Linked DNA regions of Sus scrofa: region 1 is linked to region 2. The links are chromatin contacts, called in public Hi-C maps. All regions are on one chromosome and are shown on one strand. Each heading gives the region's core, a stretch centred on a gene start, on an enhancer-like site or on the middle of the called end of the contact. The rest is flanking DNA. Distances are from core to core; before and after follow the strand shown. Region 1 holds the start of METTL4 (methyltransferase-like protein 4). Region 2 holds the start of MRLC2 (myosin regulatory light chain 12B).

Region 1 (6,191 bases), core at 3,671-6,170, 650 kb before region 2:
TGGGAAGGCCAAGACAGAGTTCACAGGAGAGTACCAGAGAGGAACGAGCTATACAGGAGAGAACTCTGTAGATATGCAGATAGTCACAGTGAAGAAATCTTCCTGAACACCGATCAGTGCCAGTGTGCGAGGGAATATCCAATGCCAGGAAAAGAACCACCCAAAAGGACTAAAAGAAACAGTGCCTGGAGTTCTCATAGGGCCAAGAATAGCACCTAGACTGGAAAACATCTTGATTCACAGGACAATTAGAAGACAATTCACCAGGGGTCTCTCTCTGTGAGCAAAGGCACTGATAGCTTTTGTTCCAGAATAAATCTTCACATGTTGGTTTGCAACCTTGGGAGCTTTCTCAGTGAAATCTGAAACCAACTCCCACACATAGAAGGCAAGGAGAGACAAAAGAAAGGGGCTTTTATCATTTCTAAAATTTCTAGACTTAACTAATATAGTGTGTTTACTTATGTTAAATATGTAAATGAGGAGTCTATGAGGTTTTAATAAAATTAGTTTAAAGTGTTCATTACTGTGCAAGTAACAATAAATCACTCCACTGTTCAATTCTAACCTTTATCAAAATGGCTACTAAATTTTTAAGAACATTCTTATTTACATTGTCCATTTACTTATACTAGTTTACATCCACCCTCCAATGTCACTGATGAACACTTTACACCTTACCTTTGTATGGTACTCCATAGCATCCAATTCACCTTGATTGAAAACAACACATCTCTTACGCTTCTAAAGAGTAAATTACAGGAAAAAATTATGTTGCCATCCATCATAATATTGATATTTTGAAATACATTACTATCTCTTTTCTTTATCACAGTTCCCATATCATGTATCTCATTCTTTAAGAAGTAAAAACTAATTACTGCGGTCAAAATCAGTGCAGGGTGTGGCCTGGGAGGTAAACTTCCCCAATTAATAACAATTATTATTACCATTATTACAAACAAAATGGGTGAGAAAATGTCACCTAGGCCTTCTCTCCTACTAGTTAAGAACTAGTACCACATGATAAAATGTAGCATGACATCCTTAGAACCCAAGGAAACTGTGATACTATATAAAGAGTTATCAGTGTCACCTGTTGATATATGGTATAATTCTCCTAAGCTTTCTTCATTTGTGAGGAAAGAAAAGTATCCATGTACTATCATCAAAAAAGTTGCAAATGTACTTTTAATAGCACTCTATGCTTGCTCTGAGGATTAGGTACAAATAAGGTATGTTTTACATCTAACAAACTCCATGGCAAAGACCATGTAAGACAGTGCAATGTAGAACAGGGACTTTGCACTTTTTATTGCTGAAAAATCAGTGCTTACATGGTGGTAAACTCCTAGAAGGCTAACAACAAATATTTGTTAGCTGAATAAATAAATGGACCCTCTATTACTTTCCTTCTTCTAATTCTCAACTTGCTTTCTTATTTAGTATCTTTCTTCCCCACTCGATTATAAGATCCAAGACAGCAGGGATTATATTCATCTTGTTATATCACTCTGTGAAAGACAGCAAATATTTCTTGGGTGAATAATGAATGTAATTCCTATCTCTGACAAGGAAAATGCTAATGTAATCTGTCTGAAATGGACTTTGTATAATCACCTCTGAACTCTTCAAAGATGTCAAATTATTAAAGCATAATTAATTTGATCCTATCTGGCATTCTCAAAACTTTTGATTGCATCACTGTGTATCCAAATATATATACTTTAAAAATATATACATTTTCCATAGAAGTTTTATACTTTTATCACTAGAAACCTTTCAAAAATATCACCCTTCTTCCAAACATTTATTATATAAACTTATTCCCAAAGGACGGGTCTCTGTAATTCCCCCAAAATCTATATACTGCTTTAGAATTTTACAGAGAAACATGTTTTTAAGCAAAAATAGGTGTAAAAACATGCAATTAATATGAAAGCCTAGGCAAATAGGGGTTTTTTGTTATCATCGTTTAGTTTTGTTTGTTTGCTTACTTAATAGAGCATTCACTTTTGAATCAACTTGGCTTACTTTTGAAATAAGCAAATTGGGTCTTCTAAGAATGATAGAATGTTAGTAAAAAGTTAAAAATTACTTTGGATATGCTAAAGCCTTATTATACTTTATTGATTATTCTTTATACTTAGAAAATCACAAGATATTGGAAAAATTGGAATAATAAATTTGTCTGTAGAAAAATTAAAATTTCTTAAAACTTACTACCTTTCTCTTAATAGAAATGGAGGCTTCTTTCTTAACATCATTTGCTAGATCTTCCTTTTCATTACTTTGTTGGCATTCTTTGTGAATAGCAGAAGTTATATAAGGTTTAGTGACATCAAACAGTTCAGATCGAAAAACATATTTCTGCATGGACATTTCACGATTTCCTCCATCATCATTCTCTGGCTTACTGGAAGAAGCAATAAATGCAGGAGAGGCTCCAAAAGAGAATACAGAATCCTTGTGAAGAGAGTCAAGGTGAACAGAAGTAGGCTCATTTTTACTGCAACAAGGCTCATGATGCTGGTGAAGTTCATAGCTTATCTTGTTAATGAAAGAAAGATGATCCAGTAACCATCCTGATGACAGCTGGTGCACCACAGACATTCTCTTTCTTCAAAAACAAAAACAAAAACACTGGGAATTAGAGACTAGAAGTAAAACCCAACTTTCCTGATTAAGTTCTTAAATATCCTGTTTTTCAATAAAAATATACTTCATATACATGTAGATTTGATGTGCAAGTATATAAACTTGACATGTACGCAAAAGAGAATTTAAATTGTATACGTTAATGTTACTTAGCAAGACTAAGGAAAATCACATTTTAATATAAACTTTTAATTTCAGGGATAAAAATTCAAAATGTTCAGCCAATTGACCAAAGAGAGTTAAAACCTGATCTTACTTCTGAAATCCGAGTTAGATCCTCCTATCTCCCCAGGCCCTCTATACAACCTCCTGCTTAGTACTTAGATCTAGCTACTAGGTCTACACCCTCCAAGTCAGGAAGACACTTAATCCTTAAAAGATGACTGTCTTGCAAAGCAAAGAATAAACACTACACTACCTATGAGAATTCAGCCTTTTTAATGAGCTAAACCTAGAGAAGGTCACAGAATTTCCAGAGGAGTTGTTAGCACATCAGCCTTTGTTTTTTCAAACTACATTTGCCATAGTAAGTGGGCCCATTCTGCAGTCTCACTACTCTACTACTCACTGCTAACAATGTGGTGCAGAAAGGGCAAAAAGCAGAGTAAAATGCAATATTTTTTTTTTCTGTCTTTTGAGGGCCGCACCCGCAGCATATGGAGGTTCCCAGGCTAGGGGTCATATCGGAGCTGTAGCTGCTGCCCTACGCCACAGCAAAGCCAGATCCGAGTTTTGTCTGCAACCTACACCACAGCTTCCAGCAACACCAGATCCTTAACCCACTGAGCAAGTCCAGGGATCAAATCCGCAACCTCATGGCACCTAGTCGGATTCATTTCCACTGAGCCACGACGGAAACTCCAAAAATGCAATTTTTAATAGCACATCAGAAGCACTAACCCCTAGCAAAATGGCAAGGTTAAGAGTCCAGATCTGTAACTGGTTCTGAGCAGTTCTCTTCCGGCAATAAGGCTTTTCAAAACTTCCTTATCTTTTTTTTTTAACAGTTTTTAAAGTTGAAGTATAGTTAATTTACAATGCTGTGTTAGCTTCAGGTGTACTGCAAAGTGACTCTTTTTCAGGTTCCTTTCCATTATAGGTTATTACAAGACATGTACTATAGTTCCCTGTGCAATACAGTAGGTCCTTGTTAAGTCTACTTAATACATACTACTGTGTATTTGTTAATCCCAAACTACTAGTTTGTCTCCTTCCCCCATCCCCCTCTGATAACCATAAAATTGTTTTCTAAGTCTGTGAGTCTGTTTTTTAAATAAAGAACTACCTTATCTTTTCTCTAAAAGAAGGCTTTTAGTTCTGGATTGCTTATTAAATCTGGTGTAGTGGAAAACTTAAGAGGAGAAGAGAATAAGAAATACATCAAGTGATTAACAGTAGTTAATAACAGTAGCATTTAGATTTAAAATCTAACTCCGTATATTAGCAGTACGACCACGGACAAGTTACTTGATCTCAGTGAGCCTTAATTTCATCATTTTTAGGACATCTCAGAGGGCAGTTCAGAGAATTAAATGAGATAATCGACAAGAAGTGTTTGTTGTGCAAGGTGTCTGACACAAAGCAAGTGCTCAAATAAATGCTACGGATGATGGTAATTCTGTTCTCAATCCTCCCTTCCGAGTCATTACTTGGGGTGAAGAGGTCCTGAAATTGTAGTGATAGCTAGAACGTCGACAGAAGACTGAAACTCGGCCAGGAAAGGTGACGTGCCCCAAATTAAGTGCACTTCTCCCTCCTATTTGGCCTCACACCGGGTCCCTCCACCTCCTCGCAGGCCGCCACTAGAGGGCCGTAGAGCCCCAGACAGCAGTGCAGCTCTGAGCGTGAACCCTGGTGGCCGCCTCCATAGCGCGACCCTCGGAGCCGACTGCTCCCACAGCAGGCCGTCACTGTCTCCTACCTCACCGCCTCCCTCGTCAGAACAGTGCACGCCGCCTTCCCAGACTTCCTTCCTGAAACAGCACCCAGCTAAACAGTGGTCTTGAAAGACACTCCTTTCAGAGCATAAGCAAAAAAAAAAAAAAAAAAAAAAATCTCCTTTTCTAAGAGTCAGCAGGAGCGGCCCTGCTGCTGTACGGAAAAAGCGTTCCAGGGCTGCTTGGAGCGCTAAGCTCGCTACCCAAGGGCTTAGAGCGCCTGGGTCCTTGGAGCTAAATACAGGAATCGGGCCAAACTCCATAGAAGACACTTCAGAGACATTAGACGCCAGTGCGCCCCGTGAGGCGGCAGGGCGCCACCGTCACGCAAAGTTCCGGCGCGCGGGATTTGCGCACGCGCGCGCACGTCAGCGCGATGACGTCAGCGCCGGCGGAGATTTTAAAATTCGAACGGCACGGGCGGGAGCAGAAAGGAGTTAGTGTTTTGGCTGCCACTGTCCGTTTTAGCTGGCAATTGCACGGTTTACAGAGATTCGGCTGCCGGGTCGTGTCAGGAAGCTGGAAGAAAGGTGACTAATGACTTCAGGTTAATTTCGTTCCGGCAGTTCTGGTCTGGAGGGGGAACGCTAGGGCAACAACCCGTTAAATTCGGAGGCCTGGAGGACGGCGTTCTGGTGTTTGCTCTCCTAACTCGCCTCCGGCCGAATCTATGCCAGGCGCTAGTTTCCCGGAGTCCAGTAAATTTCTAATGGCGGTGATTTCCTAAAGGAGAAAGGAAGGGTCAAGGGGACACTAGTGGTAAGAAGAGGGAATGGAGAAAGGAAAAGGGGATTAACTGATGGAAGCAGAGAGAGGAAGAACAAGATGAGGGACTGTTTGGTGTGTTGCGTTTGAGATACTAGTGTAACATCCTGGTGGCCATGTAAGGAATACATCTGGAAGTCTCAGTCTCAGATTTTAAGAGTACATTTTAACTGGAGATTGGTAGTGGACCTAAAGATATAGATGAGAGTGGAAAAGTTTAATAGATGCAGAAGCGTATACTGGAGACGAAATAGTTGGCCAAAGAGGAAAAGAGTGCAGTCAGTTGAAAAGACAAAGGTGAGCCCAGAGATGTAGAAGGATTACCACAAATGTCCACTTTCCTGGAAACCAGGGAAGGATCTGGAAGAACTCGGTGTATAGTGTCTAATGCCTCAGAGCTAAGTTAGGATCAAAAGATTTGTTAATCAAGAGTATCCCAGGCAGGAGGCAACCGTTTCAGTAACTGGGAAGGGGGTGAGGTACGACTGTGGTCTCAGAAAATGGAAGCAGTCTGTAGACCAGATAATTTATCCTTGATGAAGGGAGATTGAAGCAAGAGAGGCAGAAATTGAAGAATATAAGTGGGAGACAGAGCAAGAGAGATGGATGTTAGGAAAAGCAAACAGAATGGCTCTATTCTGAGACAGAAGAAAAGGAAACAGGTAGTTCTTTTCAGGTAGCCTCTAACTCCCCACTGAGAGGCACAGCCAACAGTAGTGATGTGGTCTGAGTTAGGATGCAGAGTTTTAACTACCATAAATACCCTTGTGAAGGTAGGAGTCATAACTAACCTTTGTATTGTTTGCATTGCTTTGCATGCTTCCTGGTACA
Region 2 (6,781 bases), core at 802-3,301:
TTTTAGATTCCCTGAGGAGGTCCCATAATGCCAGAATTGTTTCTCTTTCTGGGTCCTCAATTGTACAATTTCTTGATTTCCCTGAAACCCTGTTTTTTATATTTGCTGTCTTGAAAAGCAATGCTGGAGCTAATCCCGTATTGAAGAAATTGCCAGTTTTCCCAAATCTCTGTATCCTCTTAATCCTAGATTTCTGCTCAAATAGGTGGTATCATAACTTCTGTATTTATCTACATACATTCATTTTTAATTTAGGGCCACACCCATGCCCTAAGGAGGTTCCCAGGCTAGGGTCAAATCCCAGCTCCAACTGCCCGCCTGCATAGCCACAGCAACGCCACATCCACAGCAACACAGGATCCAAGCCACGTCTGCCACCTACACCACAGCTCAGGGCAATGCTGGATCCTTAAACGCACTGAGCGGGGCCAGTGGGCCTCCTGGATACTAGTTGGGTTTGTTAATGCTGAGCCGCAACGGGAACTCCTTATCTACGTATATGTTCTGGTTGTAGTGAACATACAACTTTTTTTTTTTTTTTTTTTTTTTTGTCTTTTTGCCATTTCTTGGGCCGCTCCCGCGGCATATGGAGGTTCCCAGGCTAGGGGTCTAATCAGAGCCGTAGCTACCGGCCTACACCAGAGCCACAGCAACGTGGGATCCAAGCCGAATCTGCGACCTATACCGCAGCTCACAGCAACGCCGGATCATTAACCCACTGAGCAAGGCCAGGGATCGAACCTGCAACCTCATGGTTCCTAGTCGGATTCGTTAACCACTGTGCCACAATGGGAACTCCCATACAACTTGTTTTTTAGTTTAAGATAAATTATTTGTCATGTTTTGGCATAGCTGCCATTTTTTGTTTTGAACTTTAAGTATATTACCTTTTTTTAACCATTCTTTTTAATGGCTACAGTTAGCAATTACCTTCGACAAGGCTATGCCATAATTAACCATTTCCCAAGCACTAGATATTTAGATATTTGGCTTTTCATTAATAAATACTAGTTTTTGCTTTGAATCTAGAGAAAATATGCCCTAGAATAATTTTTTTTAGAAGAGTGCTATCTAGTAGCCCTTTCTATGATGATGGAAATGCTCTCTGTGCTGTCCAGCATGAACATTAGTCACTGTGACTACTGAGCACTTAAAATGGGTCTAATATAACTGAATTTTAATTTACATTTCAATAGTTACATGTGTTAGTTGGAAAGCACTGTTCTAGAAACAAATATGGAGGTCAGAGTATATAGTCAAGAGTGTCTCAGCTGTGATCTTAAGGTGGCCAGGGTGAGGGCTTACGGGATGGTACAGACCATACTTGGAAGAGCTCTGTGACAAAGAAAAGACCTCTGAAGCCAAAATGTTATGGTGAGTGGAATAAATTTTTAACTATCGGACCAAAGGGCAGACTGCTGCTAAAGGAAAGTAAATATTTTAGAACCAGACGTGACTTCTCAGCAATTGGTTTCAAACTTTAACTTGAAACTGAGAAAATGTCTTCAGTTAAGGACCTTGCTGCAGTGCTACCTGGATGAGGACCACAGTATCAACATCACCTGTGTGATTATTGCCCCACCCTCAACCCCATGCTCAACCTACTGAGTCAGAATACCTAGGGTTAGGTCTTTTCCGAAGCCGCCAGTTTTTTCTTCTTGGTGCCACTGTTTAAGAGCTATTGCTATGGAGAACTTGAACACCTGGTTCCTACCATCTGGGAATTCCTGATCAAAGATTTCTAAATTCCCCTTCAAAATTTTCTAGAATATAAAACTAAATTTAGTTGTTCATCTCGCCAGCATCCAGCACACGTTCAGGTAATCACAAGTGCTCAACAAAGGTTTGCTAATAAGTTGACTATCCTCCATTATCCAGAAATACTACCATTCATCTGTATTATTCCCAGACGAGGGAACTGGAAGATTATTGCCACAAACAATATCGAGAACAAAACTTCAATAATGTAGCTTCTTGGTTTCCTTTGCTTTGACAAAAAGCATTACATAACGTGCGCGCGCTAGTTATGTGTGTGCCTAAGTTTGTACTGTCTTTAATGAACCAAAGGAAAGCCAGTAATTTCATTAAAGCTTTCCTGTGACTGAAAGGGCTTGGCCTGGAAAGGCCGTAAATGTTATAATCTGAGGGTGAGAGAGGAGGGGTAGGGGCAAATGATATAACTTGGTCTGAGTGCAGTTTTGAAAAGAAAGTGTTTAGCAGCAGGAAGGGTCCGCCCAGCCGCCGCCCTCTTCCCTTCCCCACTCTTAATGTGGAGCGAAGCACAGAAAATTGCTCATTTTATCTGAAGTTCATAAAATGTAACCAGGCGAGCTGTACTTTCACTTCCTAACTCTGGCAGCCCTGGGGAGCGGCGCCCGGCGACCCCCAAACCTCTAGGGCTCCCGCCCGCCCGCGGGGTCAAATTCCAGGCCCGCCTCGCGCCGGCCGCCCGGGAATGCGGAAGGGCCGTGGGACCCGCCGCGGACGGCGGGGGAGGAGGACGGGCTGCAGGGTCCCAACCGCGCCGCACCCGCTTCATACCGCGCGGGCGGTGGGACCCAACTGAAACCCAGCCCGGGGCCGGCGGCCCCAGCCCGATCCCCGGCGGACAAGGCAGACGCGATCCCCTCCCGCGCGAGAACTGTGAGGCATTCCCCCCCCTGGCAGAGTTGGATCCCGCCGCGCCTTCCGGTGCGCCTTCCGGTTCGCCTCCCGAGGCAGGAAGTGCCGGCGTCGCCGCTGTTGCTCCCGCAGTTCCTCCCGCAGCTCCGCACTCGTAGCCTCCGCTCGTTTCGCTCAGGAAGTCCGGGTTCTGGTTCTGGTATTTGGCCGCGGTGAGTGGCGCTCGCTCCCTCGCGCGACACCCCAGGGCCGCCCTTATCCCCCTCTCTTCCCGCCGCCCGACCCCGCCCCGAACGCCTGGGCGGGCGGGCGGGGGTTGCGGGACCCGTCCGGTGCGGCAGAGAGGTGGGCGAGGAGACCGTCAGATGCCGGACAGAACGTGGACTACGAGGGGTCGGGAGGCTCGGGCGAATGGAGCCGGGGCCGGGATCCGCCCTGTTGGCTGAGGCGGTGGGTCCCAGGCGCTGCGTCAGCGGGACGGCTTCACACACCTGGTGCCCCGCCCGCCTACGGCCCGCTCCCCATCTGCCTGGGCCGGGTTGGTTGGGCCAGCTGTCGAGCGCCTACTCGGTGCCTCACACAGTGCCCGGTGCTTTGCGGGGCGCAGGGGTCTGCTGGTGCACGGTTCCTGCCGGGGAGTGCGGAGTTGGTATAGGCCAAATGTAAAGATTTCTGTAGGACTCAGGATTCTTTGCAGCATCTTGTAAAGATTTAGTTCGTCTGTGCTGACGGCGGAAGACAACAGATAGAAAAAGAGTCATGACCTCATTGGAGGCCTTGGGCTTAGCCCTAAGAGGGAGAACTCTGTGGTAGGAGGTAACAAGACCGAAAGCTCAAAAGGTGGGACTTGTGTCGTGGGGAAGGAGACGGTGGGGAGACCAGCCTGAACGAACAGTATGTTAATGAATAATGGTTGGAAATATGTAGGAAAGTGGGACGTTTTCACGGATGTTTTGCAAACTTGATGGGAAATAAAAGAGTCGTTAGGTAGTCGTTTTAGATTCTTCACTAATGGAGTAATAGGAAGAAAGGCGTGTTGAGAGGATTAGTTTGGCAGCCTTTAAGATGGATCTGTAATGGGCCTTTGGTAAGAAAAAATCATAGCATTTTGGAAATCAAAAGAACCGTAAAGGTTATCTTTTGTTTTATAATTGAGGAGAGTGAAGCCCAGCGAGGTGAGATAATTTGCCCAAGGTCACTCACTTGGAGGGGGTTCCCATGGTGCCACCCATTTTCTCTAAGCATTAGGGGGACCCTCCTGGGGCTCATAGCTAAGTGCACAGCTTCTTGTTGGTTCAGGCACTGTTGAATGAGGCAACTTCTGTGAGGACTGTTTCAATCGATATTACTTATGCTTTCACGGGACTGAGTTTGGACCAGATAAATTGCAATATCTGAAGGACAGGTCCCCAAGTGAGGGTTGCTGGGGTTAGAAGACATGAAAGGGGGAGTTCCATCGTGGCTAAGTGGTTAACAAATATGACTAGCATCCATGAGGATGCACGTTCTATCCCTGGCCTTGCTCAGTGGGTTAAGGATCCAGTGTTGCTGTGGCTGTGGTGTAGGCTGGCACCTGGAACTGGGATTTGACCCCTCGCCTGAGAACCTCCATATGCCGCACGTGTGGCCACCCCCCCCCCCAAAATGAAAGGACTGGGAGCCCCTAAATGGAGCTTGTTGTCCTCTTCAGGATTCAAAGACAGCATATGTCTAGGGATGATATTCCTTGCCAGCAATTTTAGGATCTTCCTGCCTCGTTCTGCACTTTAGCTGTTGTGGCTTCTTTGTCATCCCCAACCAGCTATCCACATTTTCTACCTGGTGAAGAATTTCAGCTGCCTCCATGCGGGATGTTAGCAGCTAGTGGACAAACTATGGATCTAGACTTTTGGTCCTGCATCTGTGCATCTACCATTTTCTAGCTGTGCACCTGCAGGTGAATTATCCTCTTTGCACTAATTTTCTCATCTGAGAAACAGGGATAATAACAGTATCTGTCGAAAGTTGTTGTGAGGATTACCTACGTCAATACACATGAAATGCTTAGATCAGTGCCTAGCACATATTTAGCACTCAGTTATTGGCTTATTAGTACTCTTTGTTCTAGGTATAAACAAAGAGTGACTGGTAAGTTCTGTTAAGAATTGGGGTGGGAGGGTGTTCCCTGGTAGCTCAGCAGGTTAAGGATCTGGCATTGTTACTGCTGTGGTTCAGATCACTGCTGTGGCCAGGGTTTGAGCCTGGCCTGGGAACTTCTGCATGCCATGGGTGCAGCCAAACAAACAGACAAAACCAGGAACCTTTGCAGGGAAGAGTGCAGTGGAGTTTATGTTGAACCAAGGGTAGACCATAGAACAGCCATTTTTTGAGAATCGGATCCAGGACCTACCTTAGAGAGATCATGTGTATACATAATTCTGTTTGTGACCCAGAGAAGCATATATATCTGTTCATTTAACTAGTATTTAGCACCAGCCATGTGTGAGACACTCTATCTACTTGACTCTGCAATCCAAGGTAGAAATGCCATAAAAGTGTATATGTAAATAGCATAGGAATGAAATATGGGGCAGTAAAAAAAAAAAAAAAAGAATGAACCACTAGTAAATTCAGTGAGATACATGAATCTCAGAAAATGTATTGAGTGAAAGAAGTTGGACACAGAGTAAGCACTGTATTATAAGAAATTCTGTTTATAAAGAATAATATATAATAATAAATTCTGTATATAAGAAATTCAAAGAACGAATCTATGGTGATAGAAATCCAGTGTTTGCCTGTGGGAGAGGGCAACGGACTTGGATTGAATTTTGTGGAGTGGTGTTAATGTTTGTTACTTGATTGGGGTGGTGGTTACATGAGTGCACATCATTTTTAAGATCTGTACATTTCACCATATATAAATTTCACTGCAGTAAAACACAATGATAGGGGAGGGAGTAAAGAGGATGTAAAGTCTACTGACAGTTGTGACGATCATAAAATCCATAATTTAGAAACAACAACATGATAATGTATGTGGTAAATGTGCAAATACATATACCACGGGGATAGCTTAACTGGTATTAAGAGAAAAGCTGTAAAACTGAGTTTGGCTCTGTAAAAGATAATAGAATAATTTATGGAACCGATTATATGTTTGCCTAAATATGCAGTATAAAAGCAATAGTATGTTATTAAGTATGTCGGGTTAACCTTGTGGAGCATTTTAACTTGATCATATGCTAAATTCCCTGGATAATTGCTGTTTTCAGATTGTTGCTCACTTATCCAGTCATTTGATCTTCCTAATTAGCACAAACACTAGTCTTGACTACAGTAATGACCATGGGAATTCATGAAAAATTTCTGGAGATTCTAATAGTCCTTAGCAAAGATGAGACTTGAATCAGAAATGATCTTAGGAGTTCCCGTTGTGGCGCAGTGGTTAACGAACCGACTAGGAACCATGAGGTTGCCGGTTCCGTCCCTGGCCTTGCTCAGTGGGTTAACGATCCGGCGTAGCCGTGAGCTGTGGTGTAGGTTGCAGACGCGGCTCGGATCCTGCGTTGCTGTGGCTTTGGCGTAGGCCGGAGGCTACAGCTCCGATTCGACCCCTAGCCTGGGAACCTCCATCTGCCGCAGAAGCGGCCCTAGAAATGGCAAAAAGACAAAAAAAAAAAAAAAAAGAAATGATCTTAGGTTTTAGCCAAGAGCTGCTGTCTGCTTTTTTTGGTGTTGCCACTCCCAGGCTTCACCTTGTGCCTCTGCTCACAAATCGGCCTTGCCAGAAGGGACCCTCTGAGCATCCTGCCCCTGGGCATCTGTACTGTACTTGAATTATCATCCCTTTGCTCGGGAAACCAGCTCCTTCTCCCTCCTCCAGTTACCTCATTTTTGAATGGTCACATCATACTAGCAGTTTTTCAACCAGCGCTTGAGGAAAGCACAGTCATTCAAGACAAACTTTGAAGGAAACTCCAACTAGGAAGCAAGAAGAACTAGCAAATCAGCATGGGAATCAGCTAAAAGACTGGGGTGGTGGTGATGGGAATGTTGAGGAAGGGATGACTGTTGCACTTAAAAGAGGAGCCCACAGAACTTGGAGAGGAGTTGAATAGAAGGAATTATAATTGCTAACCAGGAATAGAAATTTTTCCTATCCAGTGCACACTTGGCC

The links. Hi-C and Micro-C count contacts between places; a contact is called where the count stands out from the background.
Region 1: a contact with region 2 is called in a Hi-C map of alveolar macrophages, with 3 times the contacts expected there. The contact joins the promoter of METTL4 here to the promoter of MRLC2 in region 2. A contact is called at or near these places in 1 of 5 promoter capture datasets (fetal liver), 2 of 47 Hi-C or Micro-C datasets (alveolar macrophages and liver) and 1 of 2 datasets of contacts at active chromatin or transcription factors (alveolar macrophages).

Annotation. Positions count from the first base shown.
Region 1 is chr6:104,054,560-104,060,750 of Sscrofa11.1, reverse strand. It overlaps METTL4 (methyltransferase-like protein 4), which reads right to left and starts at 4,920. Exons shown (of 11, transcript XR_002345043.1): 1 at 4,580-4,920; 2 at 2,227-2,620; 3 at 682-744. NDC80 (kinetochore protein NDC80 homolog) reads left to right here and starts at 4,966. Exons shown (of 17, transcript XM_013999249.2): 1 at 4,966-5,125.
Region 2 is chr6:103,404,347-103,411,127 of Sscrofa11.1, reverse strand. It overlaps MRLC2 (myosin regulatory light chain 12B), which reads left to right and starts at 2,051. Exons shown (of 4, transcript XM_003127841.4): 1 at 2,051-2,834.